Linked DNA regions of Cricetulus griseus: region 2 is linked to region 1. Evidence: chromatin contacts called from public Hi-C data. All regions are on one chromosome and are shown on one strand. The core of a region is the stretch at or near the end of the contact, and the rest is flanking DNA. Distances in the headings are between cores, read along the strand shown. Region 1 holds the start of Lmo2 (rhombotin-2). Region 2 has its middle 79 kb from the start of Caprin1.

The links. Hi-C and Micro-C count contacts between places; a contact is called where the count stands out from the background.
Region 2: a contact with region 1 is called in a Hi-C map of liver, with 2.5 times the contacts expected there. The contact joins the enhancer-like site here to the promoter of Lmo2 in region 1. A contact is called at or near these places in 2 of 8 Hi-C or Micro-C datasets (fibroblasts and liver).

The regions. Positions count from the first base shown.
Region 1 is chr6:73,666,604-73,673,234 of CriGri-PICRH-1.0, forward strand. It overlaps Lmo2 (rhombotin-2), which reads right to left and starts at 3,305. Exons shown (of 4, transcript XM_035446754.1): 1 at 3,114-3,305; 2 at 2,176-2,395. The coding sequence starts at 2,216.
Region 2 is chr6:73,768,606-73,775,236 of CriGri-PICRH-1.0, forward strand. No RefSeq gene overlaps it. Among named protein-coding and RNA genes, the nearest start is that of Caprin1, 79 kb to the right of the region's middle. Within about 2 kb of position 4,111, at least 1 of the 6 cell types and tissues checked has open chromatin away from gene starts, as enhancers often do.

The DNA.
Region 1 (6,631 bases), core at 2,055-4,554:
AGATAAGGGCAGGACAAGATCCCAACTCCATCTGTCTTTCCATAATTAACGATGATGTGACATTATCTCTGGTGAACAATGTAAGTGAAAGACTGAATGAGATTCACCTTAAGTTAATATTTGACTTTCTTCCACCAGCCTATCCTAAATATCAGAGTACCTCTATAGCTTTGATTTCCAGAAAAATTTCTCAACAATTTCCTAGGAAGTGGGGGGGAAATGTTCTGTTTCCACCTGGCTTGTCCATCTTCAATGACAGCCTGCCTTCACTGGGCACATATTGCAGACTATCAGTGGGCCTCTTGCTCACTATTACAGCCTTGAGATACCTTTCTGTTCTCTAGTCTCAAGGGGGGTAAAAAGGCACAAACTTTGGAAAGAAAACTTACTTTCCAAAGGGTGTTTTCTGCTCTTTCAGAGAACCCAAGTTAGAGTCTGCACCCAAAATGGGTAGCTCACAACCACCTGTAACTCCAGCTCTAGGGGATCCAGCAACTCTGGCCTGCAAGGGGTCGGGGGGGGGGGGCGCAGCACCTGCACATAGGTGCACACACACACACATGTGCACATACTTAACAATAAAATCCTTTTTAAAAAAAAAAAAAGGAGTTGAACTCTGTAGATTCAACTTCTAATAAGGGATGAGCGGCTTGGCTGTGCAGATAGGAAATCAGTAAACACCAGTTTGTCTGTCTGACTCTCTTACGTTGAGTATCATGTCTTGTCCAATCTCTGAAAACTCAGAGCTCAGAGGTAATGCTAAGTTTATTTTTAAAAGAGAACAAACTATAGACACCGACTTGCTTTTTAAAGGGTTGTTATTTTTCTCCTGAGATTTTGAGGAAGCTGGTCTTTATGTCAACAAACCTAGCTCCTTTCGGAGCTGGTGTCTTAACCTTCAAGACTGAAGAGTGATGTTTATATTCTCGCTGGATCGTGGGACTTCCTGTGTTTTATGAGAACATGCTGGGTTTTTATGCTGCTGACTGAGGGTAAAACCCAGGTAAATAAACACCACAGAAGGCTGAAATTGAAGGTGGGGGGGGGTGAGTAGGGAAACTTCAGCAGGAAGGCACAATTCTTTTAAAGCAGGAAAAGGAAAAAAAAAAGCCACCAAAACAAATGCTGCTTACAAGCACAAATGGACAAGTCATTAGCCAGCTCCTTTGGTCTTGTGTTAACAAAACCCTTCAAAGGATTAGATGGAGACTTCAAAGGAATAAAAACGCAAAACCAGACAGCTAATGACTCTTAAAAGGGCATTTGCGTGGACGCGAAAAACGATACCTTAAGCATTCCTGGCTCCCCTTATTAAGGCTAGAGAATGGGCTGAGGTATGGACAGGAATGGGGGATGTTCTTTGCAAACCAGCGCAAAGCTCAGAGCATAGACAGTGCAAGTTTATTACAGCTCTGGTTCGCTGACCCCAAACCCTTCTGGGAGTTCGATTGGATTCTGCTCCCCCCGGGGGGGGACCTAGACAAAAAACAAAACAAAACAAAACAAGCCCCCCAGCAAAACACACACACACACACACACACACACACACACACACACACACACACACAGCACTAACTTTCGAGGTTCGCATGCCCACACTAGAAGACTCGTGGGAGGGGCGAATATGTACCCGGAGGAACTCGGAATTAGCTATTCTAGAAGTCTCTGGAGGCCTGAACCAGTTCCCAGGTGGACAGGCGGACCCCATCAGTGCCCGCAGTCGCTCTGCCCCGGGCTGGGTAGAAGACTGTCTGGGACCCCAAAGGGGAGTGTCTCCCCTTTTCAGGGCCAAATGGACAAAGAGAAAGGGAACCCGGTGGAGCGAGAAGGGAGGAGGGAGAATCCTTCCATCCACTCTCCCTGCACATCACCTGCGCCTCCGGGCTCCAGGTGCCTGCTCCTGGGCAAACTTTCTGGCGCCGGTGAAGGTTTGGAGTGTTTTCCAGGTAGCCTGGAGCGGCTCGCAGGGTCGCCGGGCCGATCCCTGGTACTGCTTCCGCCACCCAGTCCTTCTCGGTGTCTCCAGAGTCACCCGAGAAGCAGGGAGAGCCCCTGAGACACCGAGGGACCAAGGGCACGCTGCGGGAGCGGACCTGAAGCCAGCCCCTCGCTCCAAGCCTGGAACCGGGTGGGGTGGGGGAGGTGGGGGCGCGGGGACAGAAGCGCCACACTTACTCAGACGGGTCCAGGCTCTTCCTTTCGATGGCCGAGGACATTGGGGAGGGAGGCGGCGTGCCGGGTGGCGGGGGCGCTCCCTTTGTGGCGCGTGCCTGACCGGCTGCCTGGACTCGGACCCCCTCGGGTGCTCGGGCGCCGCCGCTCCTGCGCCTCCTCTTGCTCGGTCGCTCCGCCGGCGAGCTCGCCCCTCCACGCTCAAGGACAGTCACCGCGCTCCCTTCAAACGCCAAAGAGAGAGAGCGAATCAGCCGGCTGCCCGGCGCGCGGCGGCCGAGGTAGGGGGCCGGGGAGCAGCCCGGCCTCCCTCTGGCGGCTGCGGCAGCTGCCGCTGCCCAGGACTTAACCTTCCATCCCGGTCCGCTGCCGTCACCACAGCCGCCGCCGCCGCCCGGTCCCGATCGCGCGCAGTCGCAGGCTCCGCCCGGTCGCCCCGAGCCCCTCACACCTTCGTCGGGGTCGGGGCGCCGAGGGCAGAGAGGGGGCGGCGGCCTGGGGGCGGGGAGCGGACCGCGCGGCTGTCCCCGGGCTCCCTCCTCTCTCGCGAAGGTCTATTTTCGCTCAGCTTCCCTCTGTCTCTGGTTTCATTTCCTTTTTCCTGATCACGATTCAAATACAATAGAAGGAAATCACATTTAAAGAGACAGCTGCCCGCCCCCTCCCCTTTTTTTCTTCCTTTTTTTTTTTTTTTTTTTTTTAAACGGGGCTCCTGGGGATTAGCAATCCAAACAGCAGCAGCAGTAGCAGCAGCAGCAACAGCAGCAGCAGCACTGACTTAGCTTCTTAAAGGGGCCCGCGTCGGAGAGTCTCCCCTGAGTACCTCTCCAGGGGCAAGAAGCCGGGCTGCCACTAATTCGTCCTTTCCAGGGTTCCCCTTCTTCTGCCTTTCCCTTTTGGCTTCCCGCGGGAAAGAAAATACAAGAATGTGAAATAAGCACCTGCAGAAATGTAAGCGTTCCTAGTGGCTGGCTCTCGCGCGCTCGTCTTAGGTTCTAGGTCCCAGGTCCACTGTCGCGGTGCTCTGGGATGCCCGGGACAGCAGCGCGGCTCTATTGGCGGCTAGCTAGCGGCTGCGACTGCGCTCCAAACAGGGGATGCGAGCTGTGCGATCAGGCACCTCACGCGCCGGGTGCGCCTGAGCAGTACTGGGGGCAGCTAATCCCGCGGGGAGGGTGGCTGGGAGGGACCACACTGTCCGGGTCTCCTCTCCATCTGCTGGCCACAGAATTCCCTCCCTCAGCATCTTTCAAAGAGCGGACTCCAGCGGTTAGGCTTGCCCTCTCTGTAAAGTGCCAGCAATACTCGGAAGTGCCTTCCCAATAATCAAGGACCTTACAGTTATTACTTGCTTTTTTTTTTTTTGCCCTATGTAAATCAAAGAAAAGGACAGGCTTGATCTAGGGTTCAGTCTTCTCCTTCAAGCTCGAAAGCAAGTTCTATAAGGAGAAAGAAATGCAAAAGGGAAGAAGAGGACACTAGCTAGCTACTTTTCCAGGGAGAAAAACCGTGGCTTCCCCTGGGCCTTGACTTATTTGAAACTGGCTTCAGAAATGATCGTTCAAGGCTCGTTAGTTTACGATGATGCCAGTCTTGAGGCTTGTAAAAAGGAAACTCCCAAGTGCTTTCACAATCCATTGTTTTATCAAGGTCACAGGCATTTCAAACCCATTATAAAGATTCTTTTGTAGCCTAGATCAACTCACCCTGGAATATGCCTGCTGAAGCCAGAAGTGAATTCCTGGATGCTTAATGTCCAAATCCACATTGATTTCTCACTAGTAATAACCTGACTCACAACATACAGATTCATGTCACTTTCTGTCTCCATGTCCTGAAATTTGTGAACTGAAAGAGGATAATTAAAATCTGTGTCTGTATGCATGCCCTTGTGTTGGTCCAAAACCCACCTTCAGTATTTAAAAGATCATTTCCTATTTAGATCCTTGTTTTTAAATTAAAAACAAGTATCTTTACAATGTTTAGGCAAGCCTAAACTATATGAGTATGTAACCTGTTATCCTACTTTCATTTCTATCTGAAGTGACAATAAACACTGGTTGTGGTGGCATAGACCAGGAATCCCAGGTGGAGGCAGGAGGATTAGGAATTCTAAGGCATCCTCTCCTAAAAGCTAGTTAAAAACCAGTCTGGGTTACATGAGATGTTGTCTCACAAATAAAACCAAAAGAAGAAAGAGAAACAATGATAATGCATGGGTTGTGATTAGCAGTTTATCTACTTAACACGGAGGCTTTGGAACCAGATTGTTTGGGGTTGATTTAGACTCTAAAGGGCACATGTGACTAGGAAAACTGCCCTCAAGACACAGTGTGGAGAGAATGGCTGAGGATTTTGCCTATATTCTAACCTCCCTTTTACAGCTGTGTAAACTGGGCTGGATAGCAAGAGTTTACATTCTCAGCATCCTCGTTAGTAAAATGGGAATAATGGAATTACTTATCTGGGGTTTTGGTGTAAGGATTGACTTGAGTTATGTGGGACATGGGATCTGTAATGGAACAGGGTGGTGTGTGTGTGTGTGTGTGTGTGTGTGTGTGTCCGTCCACTTTCCTTGCTCCAATTTTCCATGGGGTTGGAGTTAGTTATTAAAAGAAATATCTCCTTGGGCTCCAAGAGGTAACTTTGGAATGGCCAACTCCAGGGCATAAATATCCTTTTAATAAGATGTCTTTGCTTTGACCTGAGTGTGTTAAAGGGAAAAAAAGAGAGGCATGCATGCAACTTTGGGTCAATTTCTTATCTGTCACAACTCTTTGGGGAGAGCTTTCTTCGAGAAGGTGCATATTTGATATGATATCTTAAGATTTCAATTTCACACACAGTGGCTGTAAGAAGTTACTGCCTACTGGTGGGACTTCATTTCTATTCTATGGGCAATTAAGTCGCCCAAATTTAAGTATAGCATTTAGAATCGAGTCTCAAATGTGTTTTTATTATGACTGATTTTTTAAAGTAATCATGGCCCTATCATATCTTCCCATAGCAACCAGTAACTGCCATGTTCAGGAGCGATTCAGCCATTCTGAGGCTGTTTGAATGTGTAAAACAGTTTTTGAGAGCTAAAGACGTTCTCTCTTGATCCCTACCCAGCAAGGCTAAACTGTAATTTCTCCTCCACCCTCAAAAATATTAAATATCCTCAAGTTTTGACATTGTCCAAATTTTCCTTCTGAAATAAGAATATCAGAAGTCTGAATCAGTCTGGATGATAAACGTGACCCCAGTTGGATTATTTTTTTTTCTCACTGGGAATTTCCTTTTTTTCCTTCTTAGTACATTTACAATTATTTTCCAGGGAAGAAGAGTCTCAAATGCCCATGACTACATTTCTTTGCTAAAATGGACTTCTGCTAATGCCAGCCATGACAATTTACCTTTTTTTTCTTTCAACCATTAGATGCTGAGTTGCAACATACATCTTGTTAGTTGTGAAAGTCACAAAAATAAAGCTCTCTTTTGATATGATTTTGGCTCACATGCAAAATTCTTAAAACATTTAGTTGCCACAGGCATCTGACTTCCAGCCAATCAAGACATCCTTGGGTACTGTGAGCAGAGCTAAGGTGAGCATTTGCAGACTCATTTAGGACATTTCAGGGCCAGTTAGTTACATCAGTTTTCTACAAAACAAATCAGGTTTTGTAGGAAAAGGTCTCAAATAAATCTTTTTTTTTTTCTTTTTCTTTTTAATCCCTACAACTGAGCCCCAAGGGAATGGACACTGGAGTTTCGTAGGCCAAACTCTGATGCGTGATTAGGGAGAAGTTACTTTACTTCCCTGAACCTCAATTTCTTTATCTGTCACATGGAAGTTCCATAGGATAGAGCAGGGTCAATGTCACTGGGTTGCCTGTTCATCTTATAGGGATTTTCGGTGGGATTATATGTGCAAAAATGCTTTGCACAATGATGGTGCCTAGAAAATGCTCAGAAATGATAGCGGTTTCTATTACCCCATCCTTCAGAAGCAATCATCACCACATCAAGGAAGCAGCAATCTTCCAGCCAATCAAGACATCTGCCAGACACAGCTGAGACTGGGGTTCCTCAGGAGGAGCTGAAGTGAGACTTCAGCATTTGCAAAACTTCAGGCTAGGGATCCCCCTGTTTAAGATAATAACCTAGGACTGTGCCCATCAGGCCTGGGATAGCTGCTGGCAATTCCACTTTCCTTCGTACATAGTATGCTCCAGCCACACCCTGATTTTATCCACCGACTTCCTGACTCCCAATCATTTCCAGAGTTACCATGGAGAACTAAGAGAGCAGTGGCTAAGGATTTGGATCAGCTAGTAAAGTATGTGTCACACAAGCACGAGAATCTGAGTTTTTGTCCCAGGCACCACTGAAAAAGCTTGGCAGCTTCTACCCTAGGGCTTCAGAGACAAGGGATCCCTATGGTTTGTGGCCGGACAGAGTAGCCAATCAGTGAGTT
Region 2 (6,631 bases), core at 2,861-5,360, 100 kb after region 1:
CACAGACACTTTTGAGCTGCCTTGTGGGTGTTTGGAATTGAACCTGGGTCCTCTAGAAGAGCAGCCAGCACTCTTAACTGCTGAGCCATCTCTCCAGCCCGAGTAGACATTTTTTAAAAAGCTTATGTTCATTGGTCAATGCATAGACAGAAAATGTATACAAATTAATATATGAACATGGAAATAAATACTGGTACATTCTATAGTATGGATAACTTTTACTACTTTAAAAAAAATCACTTAATTGTACTGACCTCACAAATTAAAAACATTACACAGCTGGTATAAGTTATAACAGAGGTAAACCTTGAAAAACAGTATGCTAAGTGATACAAGACCTCGTCGACTTATTCCATTTTCATGAAATTCTTAGAACAACTAAATCCATGGAGACAAAAGAAGATTCATGGTTTCCAGTGGCTGGGAGGTAAGAAGCAACAGGAAGCAATTGTTATGGGTATGCACCTTTGCCTGGGGGTGATTAAAATATTGTAAAAGGAGAAGCGAGCCAGTTATTGTAGCTCACACATGTAAGCCCAGCACTCCAGGACTCTGAGGCAGGATTACCATGGATCAAAGCCACCTTGTGCTACATAATGAGCCCTTGTCTCAATAAACACACACACGAGCACACACACAAATCAATGATTATCCTGTACTATAGGGAATACATACTAAAAAGCACTGACTTGGGACTGGAGAGATGGCTCAGTGGCTAAGAGCATCGGCTACTATTCCAGAGCACCCAGGTTCAATTCATAGTACCTATATGGCAACTCACAACTGTCTGTAACACCAGGTCCAGGGATCCAACACCCTTCCACAGACATACCTGCAGAAAAAAACACCAATGCATATAAAATAAGAAATAAATTTACTTTTAAAAAAGCACTGACTTATAAATGGCTGTATTTTTATATTATAGCTCAATAAACAACCAACCACAAGAACAAAGATCACCTGACACCTGGGAAAAGATACTTAAAGGAAGAAAGTGGCAGAGTGATCAATTTAACAGCTGCTGCAAGCTGGGTGTGGTGGTGCACACCTTTAATGCCAACAGAGGTAGGAGCATCTCTGTGACTTCAAGGTCAGCCTAATCTATATAGCAAGTTCCAGGCCAGCCAGGACTACATAGTTAGACTCTGGAGAAAGAGAGAGGGGGAGGAATAGAGGGAGAGAGGGAGGGAGGGAGGAAGGGAGGGAGGGAGAGAGAGAGAGAGAGAGAGAGAGAGAGAGAGAGAGAGAGAGAGAGTATTATGCTCAGGATCACATGTAAAGTCTACTTAGTGTGACTTCCAATGCCCTTGAACTATGCACCTGTCCAACCTCTTCTTCCTCCCTATGCACACATCCGGTGTCCTGCGCGTCAACCACACAACAGCCATCATCCCTACATCCTGGGGTCTCCCTGGCTCCAAGCCTTTACATATGATGTGCCAACCTTGCTACCACTGTGCCTGGGTAACTTCTGCAAGTCCTTTCCAACACTCCAGGTCAGGACAAGGCAGCCTGTAAAACATCTTTATGGCATCCTGAACAGCACCCATCAGCAGAGAAGAATTAAAGGGTGGCCAGCTGATCAACCAAGGTAGATGGGAGGGAAAAAAGCATAAGAAATATGATGAGATTAAAAAGAAATCTGGCTCTTAGAATCCCCTCAAAATAGTGTGCTCTGGGTCCTACAAGATGTCTTAGGAGGTAAAGGTGCTTGCTGCCAAACCTAACAACATGGGTTCAGTCCCTAAGGCCTACACGGAATCATAGTAACCCTCACTAGCACATACGATGTTGATACAAGTGCTAATTCACTTAGCTGTCAAAATAATTCCTTTAAGCGGGTGCTATCTCGTCCCCCATCTTACAGGCTTGGAAACAGGGGAACAACCAAGTAAAGTCAAGCAGAGCCAAGCTTCAAATCCAGACATCAAGGCTCCACCCCATGCCCCCTACCAGGGTGATCTATGCTCCTTGGTGGGAGCTGAGCTATGGTTGTCACTCGGAGCTAAGACATAAATACTGCAGATAAATAGGAATCTGTGGTTAGTAGAAGAGGGTTGTTCATTGGTTTAGCAAATACGTAAGGCTCTTCTGTGTACCCAGCACCATTCTGGACATAATAGATGTTCAGTCTCTCCAATGACAAAGGAACCCCTTCTCCTTCATTCCCACCTCTGTTTCAGGAGATAAGAAGGTTAATGCCACCCAAAGTAATTCATTTCCTTCTTGGACATGCCTTTGATCCTTTTTGTTCAGGAGATAGACCTCCTTGAGGCTTCTAGCTGAAGAGGTGCAGTCGTGTCTGTGGCTCCATCGTGTATCAGCCTTCTTAACATCTCACTCTGGTCCCTTCATCTCTTCTCCCCTTGGTCATTGCATCACTTCATTCTCTCACCTCATCTCTGCCAGAGTATCTTCCATTTACTCACTCCCTCAGTCACTTAAGCTTTACCAGGTAGCAGGTACATTACTGGCCCCATAAATAAAGAAATGAGGGGAATAAATCCTTAAATCCAATAAATCCCTCAAGAAGTGGGTGGTTCTGGGACTGGAGAGAGGGCTCAGCAGTTAAGAGCATGTACTTGTGCTGGGCAGTGGTGGTGCAGGCCTTTAATCCCAGCACTCGGGAGGCAGAGGCAGAAAGGTCTCTGTGAGTTCAAGGCCAGCCTGTTATACTACAGAGTGAGTTCCGGGACAGGCTCCAAAGCTGCAGAGAAATCTTGTCTCAAACAAAACAAAAAAAGAATATGTACTTACAGAAGTCAGGACTTCTGTATTAACATCTATGTTAGAACTACCCATAACTCCAGCTCCATGAACTTCCAACATCTCTAGCCTCTTCGAGTACCAGAACTCACATAATTAAAAACAATGGCTTTTTTTTGTTTTCCATTTGTTTTTGCTTGTTTTTCCAAAGAAATGTGTGGTTCACTAGGGAAAGAAAACATTTTAAAAAAGGAAGTCCCCATGTTTCTAGGTGACCATGCTGTAATAGAACATTAGTTCTCAAGTCACTCATTGTCATGGCTTCAGAATCATCCAATTTTGGCTATGCCAATATTGCATTATGTCCACCCAGTATAGAAAGATAAGAGGCACTAAAAACCATGTACCACCCAAGTTGTAATTCTAACAATTATAGCCCAAGATTATAATTAACTATAGTCAGTCCTGCAGCTGTGTGTTCCACAACCTCGGTTCAAACCTACCACAGATAAAAAATATTTGGGTACAAGGGACCAGGGGAGTGGAGCGTGTGTAGCAGGGATGAGCTATTGAGTTCTTCCCCAGTACCACATGGATCAGGTGTGGTGGCACAGTCCTGTGACCCCAGCACTTGGTGATAGAGGCAAGAAGATTAGAAGTTCAACATCATCTTCATCTACATGCTTAGTTTGAAGCCAACCTTAGACATATGAAATGTTATGCATATATATACAAAACAAAATACAACAAAAAATAGGGAAATTTTTAAAACATACAGAACAACAATTCACCCATTATTTGTAATTGTATTCTGCGGTAGAGATGATTTAAAGTACAAATAACCAGAGGACGTGCATTGGTTATGTAGAAACACTGTCTCTCCATGGGGATACCTGCATAGCCATGAATTTTGGTACATTCAGCAAGTAATAGAACCAACCACCAATGGAAACAAAAGAGCACCTATAATTTATTTAGCAGGTGGTTAACAAAGAAAGGAACCCTGTTGTTCATGTGATAAACTTCTATCGGGCCCATCTAAAGAAATGAAAATTAGGACCTGCAAGATGGCCCAGTGGGTAAAGGCATCTGTCACCAAGTCTGGGAACCAAGTTCAACATGATAGAAGGAGAGAACCACCTCCCTCAAGATGTCTTTTGGCCTCTACACATATGCTGTTGCACAAGCATACACATACCCAAATGAGAGTGTGTGTGCACATGTCACACACACACACACACACACCTGGAATGTTGCTGGCCCCATAATTATAGTAAAGGCTAACAGTATTTTTCCTTGGCTTACTGATTTATCTGGACACCCAGCATGAGGCTGTGCAATTGTAGACCTAACAGCTGTGTGCATTCCCATGCCTGTCCATACCCAGTCCACCACTGCTTCCCCTTGCCTTCAAGCTCTTGGCCCAGGCTTTGGGATCTCCCGAGGTTGACAAACCAGCATCGCCACCTGGAGGATAGCATGAGAATCAGGGTAAAAAACAAAAAAAGTGATTCCAGGGCTCCAGAGAAACTAACTCAGCTGTTTTGTGCAGTTGTGCTGCGCTAATGAGGCCAAGTTCACAGGCTCATCCCCAGAGGGACCAATTAGCTTGACACTGAGAGGCACTCTTTGGAGCACAGCCTCGGTCTTTACCCTTGGCCCCCAAGCCACATTTGTGTGGCTGTTGAGTCAGGAAGTGGCTTCATCAATCTAAACTTATTTTTCATAATTTCTTATAAGCCCAATTGTAGTGTGCAAACAACACCAATGGCGAGGACCTGTCCCCTACTGCTAAGAGCAGTGAGCCTGCAGCAGTGTTTGCTCAAATGAGCCAGAGACACTAGTTGGAGCCATGAGGATAAATGGTTCCACAGAGTCAAATTAGCGCACAAAACATTGATCTAATCAAAGTAAGAGGAATCTTTACAGGAGAGCTCCCCCATCTGCATGCTAATGAGGGCTGTTAATTTTCTAAGCTGTTCTGTGAGATGTTTCCCAAGTCTAGACAGCCACAGGCAGCCCCCTTCTCTCTCCACCCTCCCATTTGAGAGAGAGAGAGAGGAGAGGAGAGAAGAGAGAGAGAGAGAGAGAGAGAGAGAGAGAGAGAGAGAGAGAGAGAGAAATGGTTTGAAGTAATTTTAAGTAATGAATCATCTGGCCCAGGGTGTGGCTACTTCTACAAGAATACATATTTTAAGAGATAGCTTGTCCACAGGGAAAGGGTCACAGTCTATTGCCAAGATTAATTTTTAAGTAGATTTTAATACAATGTCCTATTTTTGCAAAGATAGAATACTTGGGAAGGAAAAAAAAGCCATACAAAAAGGCACCTGTTTGTGTGCCTGTTGTGTCTCTGTGGTCTATGTTGTTCAGACTTCCCACAGTGAGCACGTATACAAAGTTTAAAATAATGGGGCTAGAGAGATGGCTTAGAGATGGCTTAGCAGGTAAGAGCACTTGCTGCTCTTGCAGAGGCCCCAGGTTCAATTTCCAGTGCCCACATGACAGCTCACAACTGTCTGTAACTCCAGTTCAAGGAAATCCACTACCCTCTTCTGGTCTCTGACAGCACCAGGGATACACTGCTATATAGAGAAACATGCAGGCAAAACACCCATACACATAAAATAAAAATAAATTGAGAGGCGTGACGGCACACACTTTTAATCTCAAAACTTGGGGGGTAGGGGTGCAAAGGCAGACTGATCTCCATCTCCAAGTTCAAGGCCAGCCTAGTCCACATAGCAAGTCCCAGGACATCCAGGGCAACAAAATAAGACCCTGTCTCAAAAACAAAATAATAACAAATAACCATAGAGGTTGGAGAGATGACCCCTTAGTTAAGAGCACTCGTGGCTTTTGCAAAGGACCTGGGTTCAGTTCCCAGCACCCACTTGGTGGTTCACAACCATTAGTAACTCCAATTCCAGGAGATCTGATGCCCTCTTCTGACCTCTCTTGGCACCAAACATTCATATGGTATACATATAAAAATATACATGCAGGCAAAACACTCAAACACATAAAATAAGTAAATGTTTAAAATAAAACCATAGAACACACACTGTAGGGGTGTATATTATATTCATAAGACTGTTACAAAATTATGGTCAGTGCTAACGCTTAGGGAGGGTAACTAAGTGTTTGGCCCATGAATCACCTAGATTATCTCATTTAAATGACACATAAATCAAATGAGATAAGGTAGTACTTTTTGTCCCAATTTAAACTTGGATAAAGGTGAATAAATAGAAAAATAAACCATGCAGAGTCAGAATTTGAACATATCTCATCTCTTTTTGCCACCAACCCCCATCAACAGCACACATGCACACCACCACCACCACCACCACCACCACCACCACCACCACCACCACCAAGAGAGATGAGATTCTTCCACCAGGGAGAGAGCAATAGACAATGAAAAAGATGACTTCATTGTAGGCCACTTGGGGTCATTTAGGAAATACTCCATTTGTCTTGTTGGGTTGACAAAATGCCTGACAAAGGTGACTTTAAAGGAGGAAAGGTTTGATTTGGCTCCCAGTTTAAGGGGTACAATCTACAACAATGGGGAATTCATAACTACCAAAGTTGGAGGAGGCTGGCCACATTGTGTCTGCAATCAAGAAGTAGAGAGATAAACGCCGCATTCAGTTTACCATCTCCTTTCTATTTGGTCCAGGACCCCAGCTCATAGCACAGTGCCACCCACAATTTGGATGTGTCTTTCCCTGCCAGTCACACTAGTCTAGATAACCTCTCACAGACACAACCAGAGACTGGCCTAATCTTCATACTTCCTCGCAGTCAGGATCCCTCACAATCAGGGCCAGAGGTTTATCATCTCAGAGCTTCTAGATCCCATCATGTTGATGATCCATGTTAACCATCACATGTGCTGAGAATTATTCTGCATGTTGAC